Linked DNA regions of Sus scrofa: region 1 is linked to region 2. A link is a contact called in public HiChIP or PLAC-seq data. All regions are on one chromosome and are shown on one strand. The core of a region is the stretch at or near the end of the contact, and the rest is flanking DNA. Distances in the headings are between cores, read along the strand shown. Region 1 overlaps MARCH10 (probable E3 ubiquitin-protein ligase MARCH10). Region 2 overlaps TANC2 (protein TANC2).

Evidence for each region. HiChIP or PLAC-seq counts read pairs in DNA pulled down with a chosen protein or histone mark.
Region 1: an H3K27ac HiChIP or PLAC-seq map of alveolar macrophages shows a contact between it and region 2. The contact joins two enhancer-like sites. A contact is called at or near these places in 2 of 2 datasets of contacts at active chromatin or transcription factors (alveolar macrophages and skeletal muscle).

What each region holds. Positions count from the first base shown.
Region 1 is chr12:16,034,096-16,040,577 of Sscrofa11.1, forward strand. It overlaps MARCH10 (probable E3 ubiquitin-protein ligase MARCH10), which reads left to right. Exons shown (of 11, transcript XM_005653890.3): 8 at 1-88. The region is part of intron 1 of LOC110256164 (a long non-coding RNA gene); the gene reads right to left. Among named protein-coding and RNA genes, the nearest start is that of MARCH10, 67 kb to the left of the region's middle. Within about 2 kb of position 3,551, at least 38 of the 83 cell types and tissues checked have an H3K27ac peak or open chromatin away from gene starts, as enhancers often do. A contact at or near this core is called in alveolar macrophages, where this site is marked.
Region 2 is chr12:15,556,765-15,564,074 of Sscrofa11.1, forward strand. The region is part of intron 8 of TANC2 (protein TANC2); the gene reads right to left. Among named protein-coding and RNA genes, the nearest start is that of CYB561, 120 kb to the left of the region's middle. Within about 2 kb of position 5,432, at least 6 of the 83 cell types and tissues checked have an H3K27ac peak or open chromatin away from gene starts, as enhancers often do. A contact at or near this core is called in alveolar macrophages, where this site is marked.

The DNA.
Region 1 (6,482 bases), core at 2,301-4,800, 480 kb after region 2:
GACCTGTGAGATGTGTAAGCAAGGCCTGCTGGTCGACCTGGGTGATTTTAACGTGACCGAGTTCTACCAGAAGCACCAGCAGTCCCGGGTAAGAGCCCCCCACAGCCACTCTGGCTCTGCTGGCTAAACTTGAGTAGAGGGTCAAGGCAGGAAGAAGCTCTTTCCCTGATATAAGGGACGCAGAAGCCCTGTGCAGGAGGTGAGTCTACAAGTGTCCTAATTTAGCTCACGTCTCTGAGAAGGTCGGTTACTCAAAGGTTGGAAGACTTGGTTGCCCCAGGTTGAGGTCCCACTGCTGCCAGAGACAGAGTAGGAAGCTGGAGTAGCTGACTTGGACACACAGAGATAGGAACAGTCTGGCAAGCTCCAGGCCCACGTTTGCTCAAATAATTTAAGTTTAGTAGCAACAAGGGAAAAAAAAAAATCAGAACCTTGGACAAAATGGTCCTCAATTTAAAAATCAAGTAACTCTGGGGTAATAAGGAACTGCTTTGCTCAAGGTTAAAAAACACATACTAAGCGCCTCCTGTGTGCTTTTTAACCACCTCATGAATTAACTCTCCTGGGGGCCTGGGATTGCGGTCTAATACTGTGAAAGAGTTAGTTAACCTTAGGTAGGAAAGTGCTTTGGGCCCAGGATTATAGTTCATTGTCCAAATTCTTCGACAGTCTTTTATTTAGAATGGCACTGCCCAACATGGAAGCCACAAGCCACGTGTAGCTAATGAACAAGGGTTACTTCCGGTCAGGATGTTCTGTTTAAGGGTTACAGGCTGCATCTCCAAGGCTCGCTAGGAGTCCCCATTGTAGCACAGTGGAAACAAATCCAACTAGCATACTTGAGCATGTGGGTTCAATCCCTGGCCTCGCTCAGTGGGTCGGGCATCCAACATTGTTAGTGAGCTGTGGTGTGGGTCACAGATGTGGCTTGGATCCTGAATTGCTATGGTTGTGGTACAGGCTGGCAGTGTAGCTCTGACTCAACCCCTAGCCTGGGAACTTCCATGTGCCAAGGGTGCACCCCTAAAAAGCAAAAAAAAAAAAAAATAGAAAGCAAAGACTCACTAAAAAAAAGGTAAAATATCAAATAATTTTATAATAATTATATAAAATGTATTAATTTACATAATTCTATGTTGAAATGATAATATTTAAAACATATCACGTCAAATAAAATATACTATTAAAATTAATTTCACCAGTTTCTTTTACTTCTTTTATGTGGCTCCTAGAAATTTTCGCATTCCATATAGGCTTTTGCATTGACGGCTCACCCCGTAATCTCTGCGGTGGTGCTGATCTAGAAGGTGCCTTGCACATAATAAGCAGGAAAGGACCATCAATAAATATTTATCAAATGAAAATAGCCCATCATTACCATTATAATTCAGGACTGACCTCCCTCATAAGGCAATTAGAAAAAAATGATTAATAACCATGACTATAAAGCACATAATTTAAAAATTATAAAATCATTGTTAGCAACTAAAATGTCACTCTTCAGAGGAGTCACTTTGGCTTTCAGATCATTCACCTGCAGCCAGACCATTTTTTTTGCAAAAACCACAGCGAGTCAAAATCATGCCCATGAGTCTGGTTAAATCCTGTAGCTACCTTATAAAAATTCTAAGGCTGCTGGACAGAAATAGATATATGGAGAGAAGAGTGGCGATTTGAAGAGTGCACCCATTCCATGTGATGTACTAGCCACCCCAGCCTCGAAGAGACTGGGCATCAGGAAGTTGAGGGGAGGGAGGGGGAGCAAAAAGAAGAAAAAAGCGAATTTCCTGAGAAAACAATTCAGTATTTTGAGGCCTGAGGGACTCAAATCACTCAGTCATAATCCCCAGGCCCTGAGATCTGAGATGAGAAATGCGAACAATTGAAAGGAAGCAGGCCCTCTGAGCGCCTGAGGTCAAGGTGCCAGCCAGATGCAGGCAGGTTCTACACGGTCCTTTCAAAGACTGGCAGTGGAGCCTGCGGGACTTCCCGAGGACAGACAAGTCCAGGCCGGTTACCAAATCCCATGCTAATGGCCCGCAGGCATCACAACCTCTATACAGCCCAGGGGAAAGCCAATGGGGGTCTTTACCAGACAAGCATTTCCACCTTCCCCCCCTACCCCCCCGCCCCTGCAAAGCTGCTGCTGCCACTGTATACTTTTAACTTACCAGTGGTACTTGTAGAATTGACTTGCTAATGGCAAATGTTTCCAGCTGTACTAAAACCTTGGCACACTCATAGCCTGAAGCAGCCCACCTCACCAAAAGAAAACCACACCAGCCTTGACCAACATGTGAACCTAAATCCTCTTCCTATCGCCAAAGTGGCGTGTGACCTTGTGGAAACTACACAACTGCTCTGGATCTCAGTTCTCTCATCTGCAGGAAGTGGGAGGTGATCATTCCTACCTTGCAGAACTGGATGTAGGAAAAGACCCGAGTCCATCATCTAAGGCAGTGCCTGAGCAGAGAAGACCCTCAGTAAATGCGAATTGCCATATACAGCCCCAGAGATGCCCAACCTCTCAGACGCAAGGGAGAAAGCGAAGCGTACCAGGGCCATGCTAAAATCCATCGCCAAGCACAGCTGACTGGCTCACACAGGGGTCATACCCTTGGCCTCAACGCATCCTACCAGCAAAGAGAATGGGCTATGAGCACACTGTAAAAAGAACTGTGAATATAAATAATTGTGCCAGCCAGGTCCAGGCAGGAAAGAGATGGCAGCACGCACAGAAGGGGTGAGTGATGAGAACTGAATGAAGTGCCAAAATGTGGGCACAGCAGAAAACCACCAAGGAACCAGTCCAGATGACTAAGCATCCTGGAACCCGTAACTGACCACTTTGAGGCCTGGAGTGACAAGGGGAAGGGCAGTTACCAGCATCAAGAGGGCTATAGCCCCACTTCTGGGCATCTATCAAGAGAAAATCATGACTCGAAAAGATACACATAAACCTATGTTCATTGCAGCTCTCTAAAGAGTAGCCAAGACATGGAAACAACTTAAATGTCCATCAGCAGAGGAGTGGATCAAGAAGATGTGGTACATATACACAATGGAATATTACTCAGCCATTAAAAGGAAAGAAATAATGGCATTTGCAGCAACATGGATGGACCTAGAAATTATCACGCTAAGTGAAGTCAGTCAGACAGTGAGACACCAACATCAAATGCTATCACTTACATGTGGAATCTAAAAAAAGACACAATGCACTTCTTTGCAGAACAGATACTGGCTCACAGACTTTGAAAAACTTACAGCTTCCAAATGAGACAGGTTGGGGGTTCAGGGGATGTGCTGGGGGTTGGGATAGAAACGCTATAAAATTGGGTTGTGATGATCGTTGTACAACTATAAATGTAATAAAATTCACTGAATAATACACACACACACACACACACACAAAGAGGGCTGTAGCTATAGAAGAGGGTGACCACTGGCCTGTGACCTTCAGTAGGGGAAAGCTGCCAAGGCCACACCACTGCCCAGCAGAGAGGGAACAGGGGAATAATTAGCCCAGCCGCTCTCTCCTCCCGCCCTCTGGACTCCCGCCAGGGCCTCTCATTGGCTGAACTCAACGGGGAGCCAGAGGACGAGGGGACCTAGTTAAGGCAATCCACTGAGATCAGCCTCTCAGCCGGAGAGCAGGGTGGAAAGCGGATCTGGAGGGGAAAATGGAAAATATATCCAGCACAGTAATTACGCTACACAGAAGCAGTGAAGAGTTTAAATTAGTTTCGGTGAGAACTTGACAGCCCATCAGAGCCTTTTGAAACTGCCCTTCATTATAATCACAGGGAGAAACCAGATCGACAGACCCACCCTGGTGGGAGACAAAGGTCCGAAGAACCACCGTGGGATACTTATCTGCTGCTGGAAAGCGGTCGAGGGCTCACATTTCACAGCAGTCCTGGCTGTTCCGACAGCCCGCAGTGAATTTCAGAGTGTCTGTTTGCTAACAGTCTCAGTTAAACTTGAGACACCCAGGAAGTGTGACTCAGACAAGTTCAGAAACTCTCCACAGACAAAGACTGGAATAACCAAGATTTAGCGCAAAGATACTGGGAAATACAGTGTCGGCTGGTCCCTGGGTGGGAGACCCCTCAGCCTGGTCGGGGAGTTGAGGGCCACACCTCTGCTCTGAGGTCCAGGCTTTCCCCAGAACCCCCAAAGCTTGGCTCCTCTGGGCCCTCCTCGCCAGCCCTCAGTGGTGTTCGCTCCTTAGCAAATGAGTTCCCCTCTTGAGAAGTGGAGCGGCTGATGCCAAAACTAGACACATACAAAGAAGGGGTCAAAACCAGAAGAAGCCTAGCACTGGCTTCAGTTCTGTCTGGCTCACAATTGACCTCAACAACTAACTAGCTAGCTAACTCACTCACTTTTTTTCTTGTGCATTTTTCCCATTTAGATTTACTTATTTATTTTTGCTTTTACTTAATTTTAAAAATCACAGGCGTTCCCATTGTGGCTCAGCAGGTTAAGAATCCAACTAGTATCCATAAGGATGCAGGTTCAGTTCTTGGCCTCGCTCAGTGGGTTAAGGATCCAGCATTGCCATGAGCTGTGGTGGAGGTTGCAGATGCAGCTCCATCTGGTCTTGCAGCAACTGTGGCATAGGCCGGCAGCTACAGCTCCAATTCGACCCCTAGCCTGGAACTTCCACATGCTGCAGGTGCGGCCCTAAAAAGAAAAAAATAAATTAAAAAAAAAATTTTTAATTACAAACACACAAAAACTTCCCATAATTGAAATTAAAATTTAGCCATGTCTTCCACCCCACTCCACCCCCATTAAAATACAGATGTCCCGGCCTGGCCTCAGAGATTCTGATTTAATAGGCCTGGGATGGGACCAGGGATCAATTTTTAAGTGGCAAAATCCCCTAACATAAAAGTTTTAACGCATTAACTGTTAAAACACGTGTTGAATGCCCATGTCAGATACTGTGCTGAGAGATACCACAATGCCAAGACTAACACTGCTGCTGACTCCTAATGGGAAAGCCGGCAATGACCCTGGTGTCCAGGGGATCAGGGCGAGGGAGCGGGGGCAGCTGCGGGAACAGCGGCAGAGAAGCCTGACCCGCTCTCCGGACCAGAGAAACACTTCCATGAAACCAACATTTAAGACCGAGGAGGAAAAAGAGGAGTGAGCCTTGAGCCACGAAGGAGACAGATACCTCCCTGGGCATCTGACCACAGATGGTGGGCACGCCCATTAGGTGCCCAGTCCGCAATGTCAGGGGTCTTCAAGATTGTGGAGGGCTTGGATTAACGTATGTTTTCCTGATTGGCTTCAATGCACCCGAGTTGGGCAGCATGAATCTGCCGGGGGCCTCTAAGACGGCACTGAAATCCCACATCCCTCCACCCCTTAGATGTTGGGTGGTTCCCATAGGTTCCCATAGGTCAAGTCTCGTTACCAGCTTCCCGCGGCTGCAGTAGGAGCTCTGATGGGCTGGCTAGAGGCCAATCACCCTCGCACCTGGGAAGGTCCCAGGAACTGCCTGAAGCCATGCTAGAACGTTCAGCCAGGCTGTCCATTTCTTCAGCAGATTATGTTGAGACTTTCCATGTGTCTCACATCTCTTGGCCCAAAGGAATGCTAACAAAGTGAAGGCGGTTGGAGGGGAGGGGACAGGAGAAAAGAAAGAAAACGTGGGACAGGTGGGCTGAGCTCCCCGCAGCTCCCATCCACGGCTTCTTCCGCCCTCCCATTCCCCACCCTCACCCCCACCTCCGCTTCCTGTGCTGCAAAAGGCGATGCGATTGGGTCAGGGGAGGGGCGGGTCCGAAGCAGCCAATAAACAACGCTCCAAAAACTAGCTCCTCCTACCCTTGCGGCACAAACACCCTGGATGGAAGGAACTCTTCTGATAACAAGTCCCTCCCACTTGTGGCTTAGAACCTAAGGCATCACTCTGAGTTGTCTATGAAACGTCTGCACTGATTGGGCAGCTCAGCCCTTTTGTCCGCATCGCAGGCTCTGTGAAGGGCACGCCTAAGGGAGCCGGCCAGGGAGACTGGTGGCACCAAGTGACGGTTCCCTCCCACAGACCAGAGAAGGGACACAATCGGCTGGAAGTGGCTTTTCAAATTATCTGCAGAAAACATTAGTGGATATTTCCCCATCTGCATGCCTCCGGGTCTTATTGAGTCATAAAAAGTAAATGATTTCCCTGAATGCTTTGACAAACCTGATCGTTCCAAGCCATTTTCTAGCTGATTGATTTGCCATTATGCATCGTTGTGTCTATGAGCAGAGAGGCTTACAGGCGAAGGGAGAGCTGGGAAAGAACCATGGCCAGCTCACAGGAGGCTGCTGCACCTCCCTTTGTGTGGAGGAGCTAACAGTAGGTAGGCTGGGAAGGCTTCCCAGAGGCCGTGGCTCCTGAGAGAGATGCAAAGAGGCACCGACTTATGAGGAAGGGAGAAGGAAGCCATTAAAACAGAAAATAAGTAGAAACAAGCAAC
Region 2 (7,310 bases), core at 4,182-6,681:
AATGTTTGCAGTGTGCCTAGGACAGTATCTGCTTGTTAACGGTGGTAGCTGCTACCACTATCTACATTATCAAGCCAAAAAAAAGAATCCAGTGTAGCCATAATCCCCTCCCTCTCACACCTATTATTTAAAATGAAACATAATGAAAAGGATATTGAGAATATGGTGACTCTTTTTGAGCCCTCGTCGTTTTGAATTTCTTACATCCCTGCTATCCCCCAAACATTCTGAAAGAGCCATGTTTGCTCTCTTCACTTTCACAGCAGTAATTCATTCTAGCCTGGCTTCCTCCCATACACTCTGTTGAAACTTTCTGATTTTCAAGTCCAATGAATTGCTTAACAATTCCTTAGGATTTAACAGTTTTAACTAATCCCGGCTTTTTGAAATACATTCCCGTCTTGGGCTTAACATAATAACACTTTCTTCTAGTTCTTTTTCAGTCCTCTCCTCCTGATATATCTTTAATGATTCCTCCCCTTCTGCCCATCCCTAAAATATTGCCAATCTTAGGTTTATATTTTATTGTTTTGTCTTCTTCATGATCTCCCTGGGTAATCTCAAAGGCATAGACGAACAGCTTTCACAACTATCTAAGTGGTGATAGTTTATGCTTCTATTCCAGATCCCAGTTCTCAACTCCTGACCAGTATTTCCAGCAACTTACATGAGTTACCCACACGGATTTCCAATAGGTATATCAAACTTAAAATGTTTAGAACTCAAGTTATTTTCTCACCCACCTTAACCCATTCTTTATTTTCTACGTGTTATCGCAGTTAATGAAGTATCATCATTTGCCTGGTCCCCCAAGAGAGAAACTGGAGACCACCAGGAATTTCTTCTTCCTTAACCTTAACCTCTAATTTGTCACAGGTTCTATCAACTATTTTTGAGTAATATCTCTCAGATATAATTCCTGTTTCCTCTTCCCATTACACTGCTACATACAGAAATAACACTTTTGGAGGAGCTGCTGGATCACTCGAAGCCTCGGTTTTGTCATCTGTAAAGTGACAATAATAAGAACATCTACTTCATAAGGTTAAATAAGAAAATGTACATTAACTTCTTAGTTCAGAACCTAGTTAATCCTCAGTGAAGGATAGTCATAGAGTTTAGATTCTCAGCATCCTTTGCTTTTTACCACGGACTTAAGTTTTTAGTGAATCACCTTGTAAGCCACATACCCCTCCTAATATACAGTCCTCAAATACATGCATCAGACATCACCATGTCAAACCCTACACTTCTACCCTTATATTAACTTACCCTACCACAGTCACCTAACCTAGTAAGCCCTTATTAACTAGTACAATTTTTGTCATGAGTTATGCACATTCAATAATGTTTAATAAATGAATTTGTGAATGAAAACACTGCATATGGATTTTCCATTCTCAACTGCAGGGAAATGTTTATAGACTTGGTTTTGGTAGGACAGGAAGGCTAGAACAATTGGATGCAAACGCAGATCTTTGAAAAGCACGTGAACTGCACTATGATCGTAAAAAGAAATGAAGCATTTGTTTGCCACCTTTCGGGGGTACGTTCCTGTTTAAAGGCTACTGTCATAAACAAGAGGATCATTAAATAATAAGGTGTTTGGGGAGGAAAATTGTTATTTTCCAAGCTCTGTACATATCACAGGCAAGGCTTGGATGTTAACCAAGACACCAACAATCAAAGAATCATGTTCCTACAGGAAGTTGGCGGACGGGAGAAAACATGCCTTAGAGTTAAGTGTCCAGAGAGGACAGCAGATGTGTTTCTTCTAGAAAAGTTACTGAGAAGGCTGAAGCCACACACATCCATTTAGTAATTAACATCTTGCTAATGCTACTTGTAAGATTTATTTTGTGCAAATAATAACCATATTTCTCTCTTATTATAGGTAAAATATGTATTTTAGTTTACAGAAAACCCAATTCTAACTACCAAGACACTCATTTTCTTTTCTTTCTGTCTTTTTCGGGCCATACTCATGGCCTATGGGGGTTCCCAGGCGAGGGGCCTAATCGGAGCTACATATAGCTGCCGGCCTACACTACAGCCACAGCAATGTGGGATGTGAGCCAAGTCTGTGACCTACACCATAGTTCATGGCAATGCTGGATCCTTAACCCACTGAGTGAGGCCAGGGATCAAGCCTGCGTCCTCATGGATGCTGGTCAGATTTGTTTCCACTGAGCCACAATGGGAACGCCCCAAGCCAGTCATTTTCTAATGAAAGATGGGTTGATCCTCTGTTCATTTCATCTACAATTTTTTTTTTTTTTTTTTTTGAGAGCTGTACCCAAGGCACATGGAAGTTCTCAGGCTAGGGGTCTAATCAGAGCTATAGCTGGTGGCCTACGACACAGCCACAGCCATGCCAGATCCGAGCCGTGTCTGTGACCTACACCACAGCTCACGGCAATGCCGGATCCTTGACCCACTGAGCAAGGCCAGGGATTGAACTCGCATCCTCATGGTTTCCAGTTGGATTCGTTTCCTCTGTGCCACAATGGGAACTCCTACAATTTTCTTTTTAAAAATTTGATATGAATTTCTACTTCTGGCCCAGATGGAGAAACAGGACCAGATTTGCCCTCCCATATAAAACAACTCAAAACAAACTTTTAGACAAAACATATGAAACAATGGTTTTCAAGGCACAAGACATAGGCAGTGAAAAATTCGAGCCCCTGAGAGACAGAAAGTAAAGGTAAACCCTATGCCCACTCATGACAGTGAGAGAACTTTCGGAAGTAAGTGTAGGGAGGGAGATCCTAGTTGGATTCTGGGAGACTCCCTTAGGTGAGCAGATAGAATGGAGAATCCAGGGAGACCAAGGCAGTGAGTCTTCAAAGAATCGGGTCCTGGAGAGAGCGGTAGAGAAGGGATTCTGTAGATCTGCGGCGAGTAATAACCCTTGAGTAATCAGCAGAGTAGTGATTGGCACAAGTATGAGAATGGGAGAAGAGCACCTGCTGCTTACACAGGGCCAGGAGCAGCACCTGCTCCTAACAACCAGAATGGAACACCTCACAATTTACCTGACATTGGATTAAATCCAGGAAGAACTTGTCTCTGTAGTAGAGAATAAAGAGACCTGTAAATATTGTTCTGGTTCTATCTGACAGATCTTAAAAACAAGACCCCAAATTGATGGCGCTATTTCCAAATAACTAACTCACATTCCAGAAAAAAAAAAAAAAACAACAAAAAAAAACCAAAACTGAAGAACATTTATAAGAATGCAAAAATATCCAACACCCACTATGGTAAAATTCACACTGTTCAGCATTCAGATGAAGAGTATCAGGCACGCGAAGAAGAAGGAAAATATAAACTGTAATTAGTGGAAAAACTAATCAGCTAAAACTGACTCAGAAGTGACACAGTTGTTAGAATTAGCAGTGGAAAACTATTAAAACTATAATTATAACTATATTCTATACGTTCAAAAGATAGGGGCATGGAAGATATAAAAGACTCAAATTTTACTTTTAGAAAAAAAAATCAGGAGTTCCCGTCATGGCGCAGTGGTTAACAAATCTGACTAGGAACCATGAGGTTGCGGGTTTGATTCCTGGCCTTGCTCAGTGGGTTAAGGATCTGGCATTGCCGTGAGTTGTGGTGTAGGTTGCAGACGTGGCTTGGATCCCGTGTTGCTGTGGCTCTGGCGTAGGCCAGTGGCTACAGCTCCGATTTGACCCCTAGCCCGGGAACCTCCATATGCTGCGGGAGCGGCCCAAGAAATGGCAAAAAGACAAAAAAAAAAAAAAAAAAAAAAAAAAAGAAAAGAAATGAAAAACACTCTAAATAGGATTAGTGACAAATTTGATAGTTCAGAAGAAAAGATAAGTAATCTTGAAGACATAGTAATGAAAACTATGCAAAATTAAACACATGGAGAAAAAAGTTAAAAATTATTACTATTACTATTATTTTTTTTTTAGGGCTGCACTTGTGGCATATGGAAATTTCCAGGATGGGGTCAAATCAGAGCTATAGCTGCCAGCCTACACCAAAGCCATAGAAATGCTGGATCCAAGCTGCATCTGTGACCTACACCACTGTTCACAGCAATACCAGATCCTTAACCCACTGAGCAAGGCCAGGGATCAAACCCATGTCCTCATGGATATAGTTGGGTTCGTTATCACTGAGCCACAATGGTAACTTCCTAAAAATAATGTTTAATAAAAAGAGCATCAGTGAACTGTGGTCCAACTCCAAGTGGCCAGATACAGGTGTAATTGTAGTCCTTGAAAATATGTGACAGCAAATTTATTTAAAGAAACAATGGCTATGAAATTTTCAAATGTGACAAAATCTATAAACTCACTCATCCAGGAAACTCAACGAGCCCCAAAATCAAGAAATATGAAAAAAAAATGACACAAGAGTATCACAGTCAAATTGCTTAAAACTGGTGATAAAGAGAAAATCTGAAAAGCAGCCAGAGAATAAAAAGACACTTTAAGCACAAAGGACCAAAGATAAGGATGACAGCAGATTTCTTGTCAAAAACAATGCAAATGAGAAGGCAATAGAGCTAAAGCTTTAAGTTATGGAAAGAAAAAAACATGTCAACCTATATATAATACTTTATCCAATAAAAATATCTTTCAAAAATAATGGTAAAAAAAGACTTTTCAGACATACAAAAACGGAAAAAAGGTAATAATTAATCACCAGAAGACACACAATATAAGAAATGTTAAAAGTAGTCTATCAGGAAGAAGAAAAATGACAGCAGATTAAAAAAACAGATTAACACAAAGAAATGAAGAGCATCAGAAGTGGTAACTATGTGGATTAATACATAACATTTTTTTCTACCTCTTTAAAAGATAACTGACTTTTATATGGCAGGGTTTATTAGATTTAAATAAGTAAAATGTCACCTAACAATAAAATAAGGGGTGGGAGGAGATAACTGGAAATATGCTATTGTGCAGAAAAGAGCTGATATAATTGACCCGAGACCACTATCCTCAGAAGTTCTTGCTTGCAAGGTTGGCCCCAACCGGAAGTTTGGGAATGTGGATTTCAAGACGATTCCCACAATTCCCAGAATGAAAAGGAATGGCTCACTGTGCCTAATTTGTACAAACAGTATGTTTATGCTGAATACTTGCCTCTTCTTCTGGGAATCTGGAATTTTGGTATGTTTTAGGCAAGGAGGTCTAAGTGACCAGAACCCAGTAAAAATCTTGGGTACTGGATCTCTAGTGAAATTTCCTGCTAGACAACATTTCACACATATCACAACTCACTGCTTGAGGAATTAAGTGCATGTTGTGAGGCTTCATTGAGAGAGAACACTTGGAAGCTTGTGTCTGGTTTCCTGTGGACTTTGGCTCATGTACCTTTTCCCTCTGCTGATTGTGTTTTGTACCCTTTGACTGTACTAAAGCATAGCTATGGGAATGACTATATGCTGAGTAAGTACCATGAGTCTTCCTAGTGACTCAGCGAACTTGGAGGAACCCCCAACACAAGTATTGTAATGTCCTTGAAAAATTTATCAAGAGACCATATTTGACTCATAAACATTCTGAACAAACTGAAAAGAATTCATGCTATTCCAAGTATACTCTTCAACTATCATAGAATTAAATTAGGAATCAATAGCAGAAACACATATGGAAATTCCCCAGAGAGATCCATGAGGTGAGATGAAATTAAAAGTTAGCATTTTGAAGTGAATGAGAATGAAAATACAAAATCTGTGAAGTGCAGCTAAACAATATTTAACAGGGAAATTTATAGCATTAAAATGCCTCTATCAGAATAGAAGGAAGGTCTATGTCAATGACCTCATCTTTTATCTCAGAAATTTTGAAAAAAGAAAAAAAAAAAAAAAAAAAAAAGCCCAAAGCAAGCAGAAGAAAGGAAATAATAAAAATCGAAGTGGAAATAAATAAAATAGTAATGACGAAAACAATAGTAAAAATGAAAATATTTAATAAGCACAATAAAATTGATAAGCCTCTAAGCAGACTAACCAGGAAAAAAAGAGAGAAGACAGAAAATACCAATGAAAACAGAATAAGACTGAGTGATAGGGAAGCTCCCTTGTGGTGCAGCGGGCTAAGGATCTGCTTGTGGTTCAGATAGCAACTGTGTGCCAGTTCAACCTCTGGCCCAGGAACTTCCACATGCTGCAGGTCAGCCAAAAAAAGTAAAGACAGCGACTCCTCTCGACAATTATAAAACAGCAAAATGACCAGAAACTTAAAAAAAAGTGTGATAATGTGACTCCAAATTAAAAGGGTAAGAGGAAATCATGAATAACTTTGCACCAAGAAATTCAACACGTTAGCTAAAATAGACAATTTTTTCTTTTTAAAAAATTTTAAAAATTATACCTGATTTATAATGTTTTATCAATTTCTGCTATGCAGCAAAGTGACCCATTATGTACATGTATTTTTTTTTTTTTTAACATATCCTCCATCATGTTCCATCACAAGTGATCAGATAGAGTTCCCTGGGCTATACAGCAGAATCTCATTGCTTATTGCTTATCCATTCCAATTTTTTTTTTTTTTTTTTTTTGCTTGTTGCTTTTCACGGCTGCACCTGTGGCATATGGAAGTTCCCATGCTAGCGGTCCAACTGGAGCTGCAACTGCTGGCCTATGCCACAGACACAGCAACACAGGATCCAAGCCTTGTCTGTGACTTACACCACAGATCACGGCAACACCAGATCCTTAACCCACTGAGCAAGCCAGGGATCAAACCTGCATCCTCATGGATACTAGTCAGTCCCCCTGAGCTACAACAGGAACTCCAAAATAGACAAATTTATTTTTTTATTTTTTGCTTTTTAGGGCCACACCTGTGGTATACAGAAATTCCCAGGCTAGGGGTTGAATCGAAGCTACAGCTGCTGGCCTATGCCACAGCCACAGAAACATGGGATCTGAGCTGCATCTGCAAACTTCACCACAGCTCACAGTAATGCCGGATCCTCAACCCACTTGGCGAGGCCAGGGATCGAACCTGCATCCTCATGGATCCCAGTTGGGTTCATTAACCCTGAACCACGAAGGGAACTCCCTGAAATAGACAAATTTCTTGAAAGACACAATTTAACAAAGCCCACTAAAAAAGAAACACATAACCTGAATAGCCCATATCTACTAAAATAATTGAAAACTTCCCATCATGAAAACTCCAGAACCTGATGGCTTCATGAGAAAATTCCACCAACCATTTAAGGAAGAAATAATATTTATTCTGCACAATTTTTTTTCATAAAATTGAAGAGAAGGGAATATTTTCTCATTACATGGGTATTAAAACCAGTGA